Regions from separate parts of the Oryza sativa genome. Here region 1 is linked to region 2. Evidence: chromatin contacts called from public HiCAR-type data. All regions are on one chromosome and are shown on one strand. The core of a region is the stretch at or near the end of the contact, and the rest is flanking DNA. Distances in the headings are between cores, read along the strand shown. Region 1 holds the start of LOC4338403 (receptor-like protein kinase FERONIA). Region 2 holds the start of LOC4338400 (wall-associated receptor kinase-like 20).

Region 1 (3,994 bases), core at 801-3,300, 50 kb after region 2:
GCAGTTGGCCCCATTGACCTTGCTGTTGCGTAGACTGCAACTGGTGCAGTGTAATTTGGCTCAGTATTTGGATATTTGATGGTGACATTACCATCTTTGGAGAAGGTCACCCCATAGGCAGCACCATATATGTAAGGAGAATCATTATCCCAAGAACGATAGAATCCAGAATCACCTTGCGGAGAGATGGGCTGTCCCCCAACATTGAGCCGGTACATCGTTTGGAGACCCATCACAGGATCTATGCCATATTGCACATTGTCCCCGCCATTGGCAGATGTAGGTGTCGGTGTTGTGAAGATGTCAGGCGTGGGCACAATCTCAATCCCATTCACAAATGCATAAGACCCGTTTCGTGTGGACGGGGCAAAGGTGAGTTTTAGGCTGCTTGAAGTGACATTAACCGAGAATTCTCGAAAGAAGTAGGCAGAGCTTGTTGCCAGAGCAGTTTGTGATGCGTTGAAGTTGTCTAAAAGGATCAGATTGTTGGTTGTGACACCAAAGTAGGCATTTGCAGAATCAAGGTTCCCATTATAATTAGTTGGATAGAAGTGTAGGCGCACGAACATGCGGCCTGGGCTGACAGGGAAGGAATAGGTGTAATTTGAAGTGAAGAATCGAGCAGTCATGTAAGGCACGGGTGATGGGAGCGAAGGGTCTTGGTATGAAGCCCTGGCTACATTGCCTTTCACCGATGGCGCAAACTTGGAGCTAGCATCCCCATCCCAGCTCCGATTGTAGCTATCAGGTTGCACACCAGAGGCTCCACAATTCAGAAAGATTGGAGCAGAGGCCGTGGAATTGTTATCAGCCGCCATGGCAATCGATAGGAGGGCTGACAGTGTGAGCCATTGGATGGTAGCTAGTAGGCTTGGGTGCATCATTGAAGTGGTGGTTGGTGTATCAGGATCAAAAGTTTGAGGATTCGTTCACATCAATTTGCTATAAGAGTTGGGAACACTTGCATAATGCCTTTTCTCTGGGTGGGATTTGAGGCAAGGAAAATGTAGAGTTTGGAGGATTGTACTCTTGTTTACTGAAGAAAGCACATCCAGATAGCTGTAATCCTGTAGATTCACCTGCAATCAGAGCAAACGAAGGGTTCGGAAATTCTGCAAATTGTAGATTGGAAAGATGAATAACAAGAAATGGATCCCTAATAATAGCACAAGTTTATCTGTTTAGATGATAAAATATTGGAAGCAAACTGAATATAAACCATACCGAGAAGTACTATGAAACACGGTAGTAATTTCTGCTGAAGAGAACAGAATTTGAAAGTTACGGCAAAACCTTTTGGTTTGATCCATTTTCTAGGTTATTATTATTACAAATTTCGCACCATCTACTGTTACAAAAAGAGATGTGTCGGACACCAGAACATTAAGTTGTCGATACTGAACGCGACAAATCCTTTGTCAAAAACTAATATAAGTCAACAGGTAAAATGTTAGAAATTTGTAACTAAAACCAAAAGAAAAATCTAAAAAGGGAGGAAAATAAACACGATCAAAGCTCCAGAACGATCATTTCGCATATGGGGAAAACTAACAGAATAAAAATCGCCCGTATTTCGCTAGTTCCGATCCCCATCTGCAAAACCGGCGATCCTGCAGTTCTGCTGATGAGAAGGGATCATAATACTAAGTACTCCAACTCCATTGCATGCAGCAAAACAGAAATACAAAGAGAACTCGATCGATTAGCTCAACTGATCAACCACCCCCACCCCCCAAACCTCCCAGCCCAGATTTGGGGTTTTTCGCTGGGCCAAAATTTCGCGCCAAGAATAGCAACCCCATAACCAAGAACGTACCCCAAGAATGGTAGCCGCGGCGGCCACGGAGCACAACCAATCCAAGCAGGAAGAACTAACAGGAGAGGAGATGAAGAGGCAAGAGCTAGTACCTCGTCGACCTCGCGGCGTCGGAGAGGGAGAGATGGACTCCGCGCGCCCCGCGGCAGTTTCTAGTTGCTGCGCGTGTTTCGGTGGCCAAAACGATGGTGGGAAATCGAGCTCGGGTCCGTAGTGGAGTTGAGGGGTGGATGATGGGCTCGTGCTAGTGCTAGTGCTACTCTTGTATATAGTGGAGTTTCACGGAGAGGTCCCTCTGTTCTCCACAAATTCGTCGTTGCTTTTCTCTTTCTTGTTCTTGTTCAGCTTCCTTTCTTTTTCTCCCATTCAATAAATTATTCTCATTTTTCTCCATTCCGGTGTGATGATGGTTTCTTGGTTATCTTTTTGTTTGGTATGGATGAATTATGGGGGTCAAGTCGGCACAATGGCACGCCCCTAGTTTTGTCGACGATGCCCTGCTTGGGGTTATAGACTTATAGTTGTGGAAAATCCAGTTGTCGGGTGAGCTAATTAACATTCTGTGGTGTTAGAGAATGCATGTGGTTGTTTGGTGTGCTTTTGTCGGGGAAACACTGAAACGAACTAATTTACCGGGCGCATTCTTTTCGGTCCGTAAGTTTTGACTGATTAGCTGCACGCAAAACAATAAACACAATTAGCACAGAATTAATTAAGAAATAATTATTAAGATGTTAAAAAAATAAATTTATTTGATTTTTAAAAATACCTTCTATCTATAAAGTTTTTCACACGCAATATTCCGTTTAGCAGTTTGAAAAACTGAAAAAGGATGAGTAGCCTGTGTAGCCAAGCTCAATTAGCTCATTACAACCGTAGACAGAATTGAGGAGAACTGTGTTTAAGTCATTTGCATTGATTCGGCCTCATGATTTTATTTTCTTTGTAGATCATCTATCAAGTTCAAGACATACGGTGTTCTGTTGATTGTTATATGCGTCACATTCGATAGAAATTTTCACTACTACACAAAACAGCAAATAGGTGTCGACGCTGTAGATACCGGAAGTGCTAAAACCGGCACCTATAGGTCTTTTTTCACCTCCACGGATTGAAAACAAAGAAAAATCGGCACCTTTAAGTGATTATAGGTACATTAGGTGTCATTTTTCAAAAAAAAACAACACCTTAAATTATTTATAGGAGTCGAATTTTTTAATGAACCGACACCTATAATAAATTAAAGGTGACACATTTTAAAAACCGAGCCGAGCCGAGGAGCGGATAAGACCGAGTGAGCGGTCGACAGCGCTGAATGAGCGGACAACTCTCTCTCTCTCTCTATCTCTCTCTCTCTCTCGCTCTCATCAGCGCGGCTCCCATGGGTGGCGGTGGCGCCCTCCTCTCTACCAGATCCAGCCGGGGGGGAGGAGGCGGCGACTGCGGCGGCGGGAGGCGCCCTCCCCTCCGCCAGATCTTGCCGGGAGGGGAGTCGGCAACAGCAGGAGGTGCTGTGACGGCCCGACAGCGGCCTCCCCACCCAGTGGTGGTGGCGGCCCGACAGCAGAGGCGGCTAAGGTGGCCCTTGAAGAAGTTATTCATGTTGTGTTCCCCTTGAAGGAGGTGTTCATGTTGTGTTCTTGTGCTCGGTTGTAAGGGGTTGAACGGGAGAAGGGAATTGCTTATTCGAGCCGATGCATTGAGCCGGTATTTTTTTTTTTTTGCGTTCCAGAGACCTCAAAGGTGTTGGTTCTGGAACCCGGCACCGATGACGGAAGTTATTTGTAAGGCCTTCATGGTGTCTGTTGGGAAAACTGGCACCTAAGGGGGTTTCTCAACCGGCACCATTTAGAGTTTATGTAGTAGTGTTTGGGACGATTTCTTGTACATTTCCGATCTTAGGATTTACTTCATGATTCGTGATCTGACGTGACTCTAACTCTCAGGATCTTGATAAACATCTATGTTAGGGTTTATGGTCCATACTTTGGTGGGGGTGGGAGGGGAGATATCGCTAGGCTTAGAGGGATGACCGTGAGAGATGACGGCTCGACAGTGGATAGTGAACATGAGCAGGAGGTGAGGCGGCGGCCCAACGGTGGACAGTGAGCACGGGCAAGCGGTGAGGTGTCAGGGTTTGCGCTAGAGCTACGGAGATGGAGGAGGGTACCAGAGGCA
Region 2 (4,212 bases), core at 458-2,957:
ACAGACTTCCTCTGGATCCAAATGATTTGGGAATAGGAGTCTGTCCAACAACGCGTACTTGATCTAACGGGGACTGGGGAGGCAACTGATCCAGAGCTTTTGAGGTGACTGATGGTTGGTATAGGATGATTTGAAAGAGGTTATGAAGAGGATTAGTTGGGTTAATTACGGCACCTCATCTTCGCGTAGGTGGTTGCAGTTTCTTGTCACTGATTTACTTCAAAGAGAAAACAGAACATGGCGCAGTTAATAGAAGGCGATGAGTCGTGGCTGTGGCATCGTTATGGGCTGGGCCAACGGAAAAACGTTTCACGTAACAGAGGCTGAGTAGGATGGGCTGGTCTGGCCTGGCCCAATATTGTTGAATGTCGATCTAACGTCCATCCGGAGACCTGCAAATAATCCAATGGCTCAAGAGAAAAGGATGACGTGGCGCAATGTGGTGCAAGCTTTATAGTCTAGTGGGTACCAACTATATAGGAAGAAAGAATTAGCTCTATAGGAAGAGGCCTTAGTTTGAAGCAGATTGGGCCTGTTCAGTAGCCCCTTGACTACAGTTGTACAGCTACTACCTCCGTCCCAAAATAAGTGCAGCCGTGGATATTCGTTCCCAACGTTTGACCGTCCGTCTTATTTGAAAAATTTATGAAAAATTTGAAAATATTTAGTCACACATAAAGTACTATTCATGTTTTATCATTTAATAGTAATGAAAATACTAATTATAAAAAATTTTCAAATAAGACGAACGGTCAAACGTTGAACGTGAATAGTGCAAAACTGCACTTATTTTGGGACGGAGGGAGTATATCTCTTGTAATAGACTAGTTGCCGTGTTTCTTATACAATAGCTGTACTGTAGGTGTAACTGCAACCGCTGCACCAATAATCTAAGCTGAACATGCTCATTATTGTGTGGATTGTACACAACATTTGCCTGATTATAGCGATAAATTAAATATTTTGATAATAAACTTAATAAATACTAGAAGAATGTATTTTAAGGAAATATATTCTTTAGTCGTGAAGCAAATAATCCGGCAAATAAACTAACAAGAATTGAGAAATTTTGATTTATTTTTTTTCCCGCTGACTTGACTCATGTATTGGTATCACTGGACCAGCCGCTTTTCCTGCAGGAGAATGGGATCCGGATCAAACCCGCCACGCCCGCATGGACGCAATAGTCAACTAGAAGTCAGAGGATGGCCCTGACCAAGAGTACTACGACTATGAATAAGAGTATGATGCGCAAATACGCAATAGCTTTGACCAACTCATCTTCCTGGCCCCTTAGCGCGTACTCATATTTTAGCAGCAGGTTAATCGAGTATACCCTATACTACTGATTAATCAGCCCAAGTGTTTGGATCCAAACTTTGAATCCAAACTTCTAATTTTTTTCATCACATCAACCTGTCGTTTTCAGTCACATTGTAACAATTTCAACCCAAACTTCCAACTTTAGAAGAAACTAAACACAACCAAAATTTCAACTTATAATCTCTCCAAAGCATCGAGTACTGACAATTTCTCATCTCGAGATTCTTGTACTGACAAGTTTTTATTATAAAAAAAGGAAAAAAAAATCGTAAATTAGAAGGCGGCGCCTACAAATTAAGCGAGTCAAACATTTTGGTAGAATGCAAGCAACGGACGGCAGATGTCGCGGACCACCTTAAAACCATACTCCTCGATGACAAGAGCGAGGATTACCACTAGTTAGCTTTGTAACTAGGAGCCTAAGCCAGGGAGGAGCAATGGCGAGCTCGAGCTTGTCGCGCCGTGCCCTCCTCCTCTTCTTCTTGGAGGTAGCCGTCGCCATGGCGCTGCTTCTTCCGGGCGGTCACGCGCGAGTGTGCCCGCCGTGCGGCTCGACGGAGGTGCCGTACCCGCTGAGCACGGCGGACGGGTGCGGCGACCCGGAGTACAAGGTCCGGTGCGCGGCGGCGGCGGCGGGGGGCACGGCGCCCACGCTCCTGTTCGACGCGCTCAACGGCACGTCGTACCCGATCACCTCCATCTCCCCGGCGTCGCAGCGCCTGGTGGTGTCGCCGGCGCCGTTCGTGTCGCCGGGCGCGTGCGTGTCGGTGGGCGCGGCGGCGTCCCGCGGCGTGCAGCTGGACCCATCGCGGCCGTTCAACGTCAGCTCGTCCAACACCGTCATGCTGCTCAACTGCACGGAGCTGCTGCTGCGGTCGCCGCTCAACTGCTCCTCCAACTCGCTCTGCCACGCCTACGCGGGCGCCGCGGGGTCGACGGCGTCGGCGTGCGCGCCGCTGCCGCTGTGCTGCACGTTCGTGGCGGGGGGCTCGTCGACGTCGTACCGCATCCGGCTGGGCCCGCAGTCGTGCAGCGCGTACCGGAGCTTCGTGGGGCTCGACCCGTCGCAGCCGCCGGCGACGTGGGGCAGCCGCCTCGGGCTGGAGCTGCAGTGGGCGACGCCGAGGGAGCCGCTGTGCCGCACGCAGGCCGACTGCGAGGACGGCGCCGCCGCCACCTGCGCCGACGACCCGTCGGCAACCGGAGGCGCGGGCACGGTCCGGCGCTGCCTGTGCGTGTCCGGGCTCGTCTGGAATCCCATCGCTGGCGCGTGCCAGCAGCAGAGTACGTTTAATTTTTTTGCTTCGACGGCTGACAGCTCGGCTGTGAGGCGCCTCTAATTTTTTTTTATGGCTGTTAATTTTGATGCAGATCTCACGGATAGCGGATCCAACCATGCGCCTCTCATTGCTGGTAATTATATTGCTTCCTTCCTTCAGCGCTAGCTAGCGTCTTAATTTCTTATTACTGTCATCCTGGGAAATTAATTAGGACCTCTGTTCTCGATCGGGATGCATGCTTGACGCCTACTATCTAGTTACGACTTCAATTTGCAAGGCGGGCGACTAGCCGCTTGCTTGGTTTTAACGGAGAGAGATCGAATTGTGGAGTCGTTATTCGTTGCTTTGGTGAAAACTCAGTGATTAAGTAGGCCGCTATTACCCTTTTGTTAGTTGTTACTGCGAGTAGTTACTCGCTCCGTGCACAAATATGAAAATTTCTCTTAGCATGGAGTAAAATTAAGAAGGAAAGAATGAGGTATGGATAGGGGTAGAAGTGTGGTCGTTGGGGATAAGACGAAAATAAATTTAAACGAGAGATAAATGATTGATGGGACACATATTATTTTAAAATCTTTACATTTGTGAATAAATTTTAATTGATTGGAATGTTTATAATACTGAATTTTTAAAAAAATATTTGGAATGCTTATATTTGTAGATAGAGGGGGTCGTAGTATTATAGTTATCTGATTATGAATAAGAAATAATCCAAGCATCGAATACATATCAGGAGCATGGTCAAGGCACTTAGTCATTTTTATTCGGTATACAATAAGTAATCCGGGCTGATAAAATAAAATTGAGGTCAATGATCTGGATTGAATATAAATGAGAGATCAACTGAAAGTAGGTTTACATCAGTATCATGCTGGGTCCCATACTCCCTTGCGCCAATGGTCAACTTGCGGCGGCTTACATCCGGAGAAAAGCATTGACCATACCAGAGCAAGTGTAAATCTACTTAACTCCATCCAGAGAGCTAGCATTGTCAGCTTTACAACACGGACGAACCAAGGAAGTTCAACGGTTGGAAATTTGGAATGAGTTGCTGCACGATTTAGCTCGCTTTGGAGTTTGTACGAATTCTCCACGCGAAACAATTTAACTCCTTCGTGGAGCCCAACCATTAAATGGATGTACCAAGATTTTTCTTTGAAAACAATACTTAATAAATAATTCATGGAGGCCACATCTTGGATAGTTTATATATGAAAATTGTCTATCCTGTCTCATGGTGCCACATCAACTTAATTAATTTTTTCTAGATTTGGGATAATCGATTGATCAAAGTTCCAAAACATATAAAATATATCAAATCAAACCATGTTCGCTAATCGCTACAATGAAAATCAACACACCACACAACTCATTTTAACCATTGTGAATTCGGTAGATGTAACCTTCTATCCCACGGTAACAGCAGCAACACACATGTAATTTTCATCTAGCTGGTTAAATATAGGGTGAATAGCTAATTTAGTCCCTCAAGTTTCACCGAAGGTTTAATTTGGTCTTTCACGTTTTATTTTGTCCATATAGCTCCTCTAAATATTTGTTTTGGCTTGAAATCATCCTTGGGTCCACTTAATATGCCATATGGCTATTT

What was found. HiCAR-type assays count read pairs that join an accessible place to other places.
Region 1: a contact with region 2 is called in a HiCAR-type map of leaf, with 1.7 times the contacts expected there. The contact joins the promoter of LOC4338403 here to the promoter of LOC4338400 in region 2. A contact is called at or near these places in 4 of 15 Hi-C or Micro-C datasets (leaf, leaf mesophyll, panicle and 1 more) and 4 of 4 datasets of contacts at active chromatin or transcription factors (leaf and seedling).

Annotation. Positions count from the first base shown.
Region 1 is chr5:14,877,585-14,881,578 of ASM3414082v1, forward strand. LOC4338403 (receptor-like protein kinase FERONIA) reads right to left here and starts at 2,051. Exons shown (of 2, transcript XM_015784640.3): 1 at 1,909-2,051; 2 at 1-1,112. The coding sequence starts at 884.
Region 2 is chr5:14,828,039-14,832,250 of ASM3414082v1, forward strand. LOC4338400 (wall-associated receptor kinase-like 20) reads left to right here and starts at 1,708. Exons shown (of 3, transcript XM_015781942.3): 1 at 1,708-2,607; 2 at 2,695-2,736. The coding sequence starts at 1,761.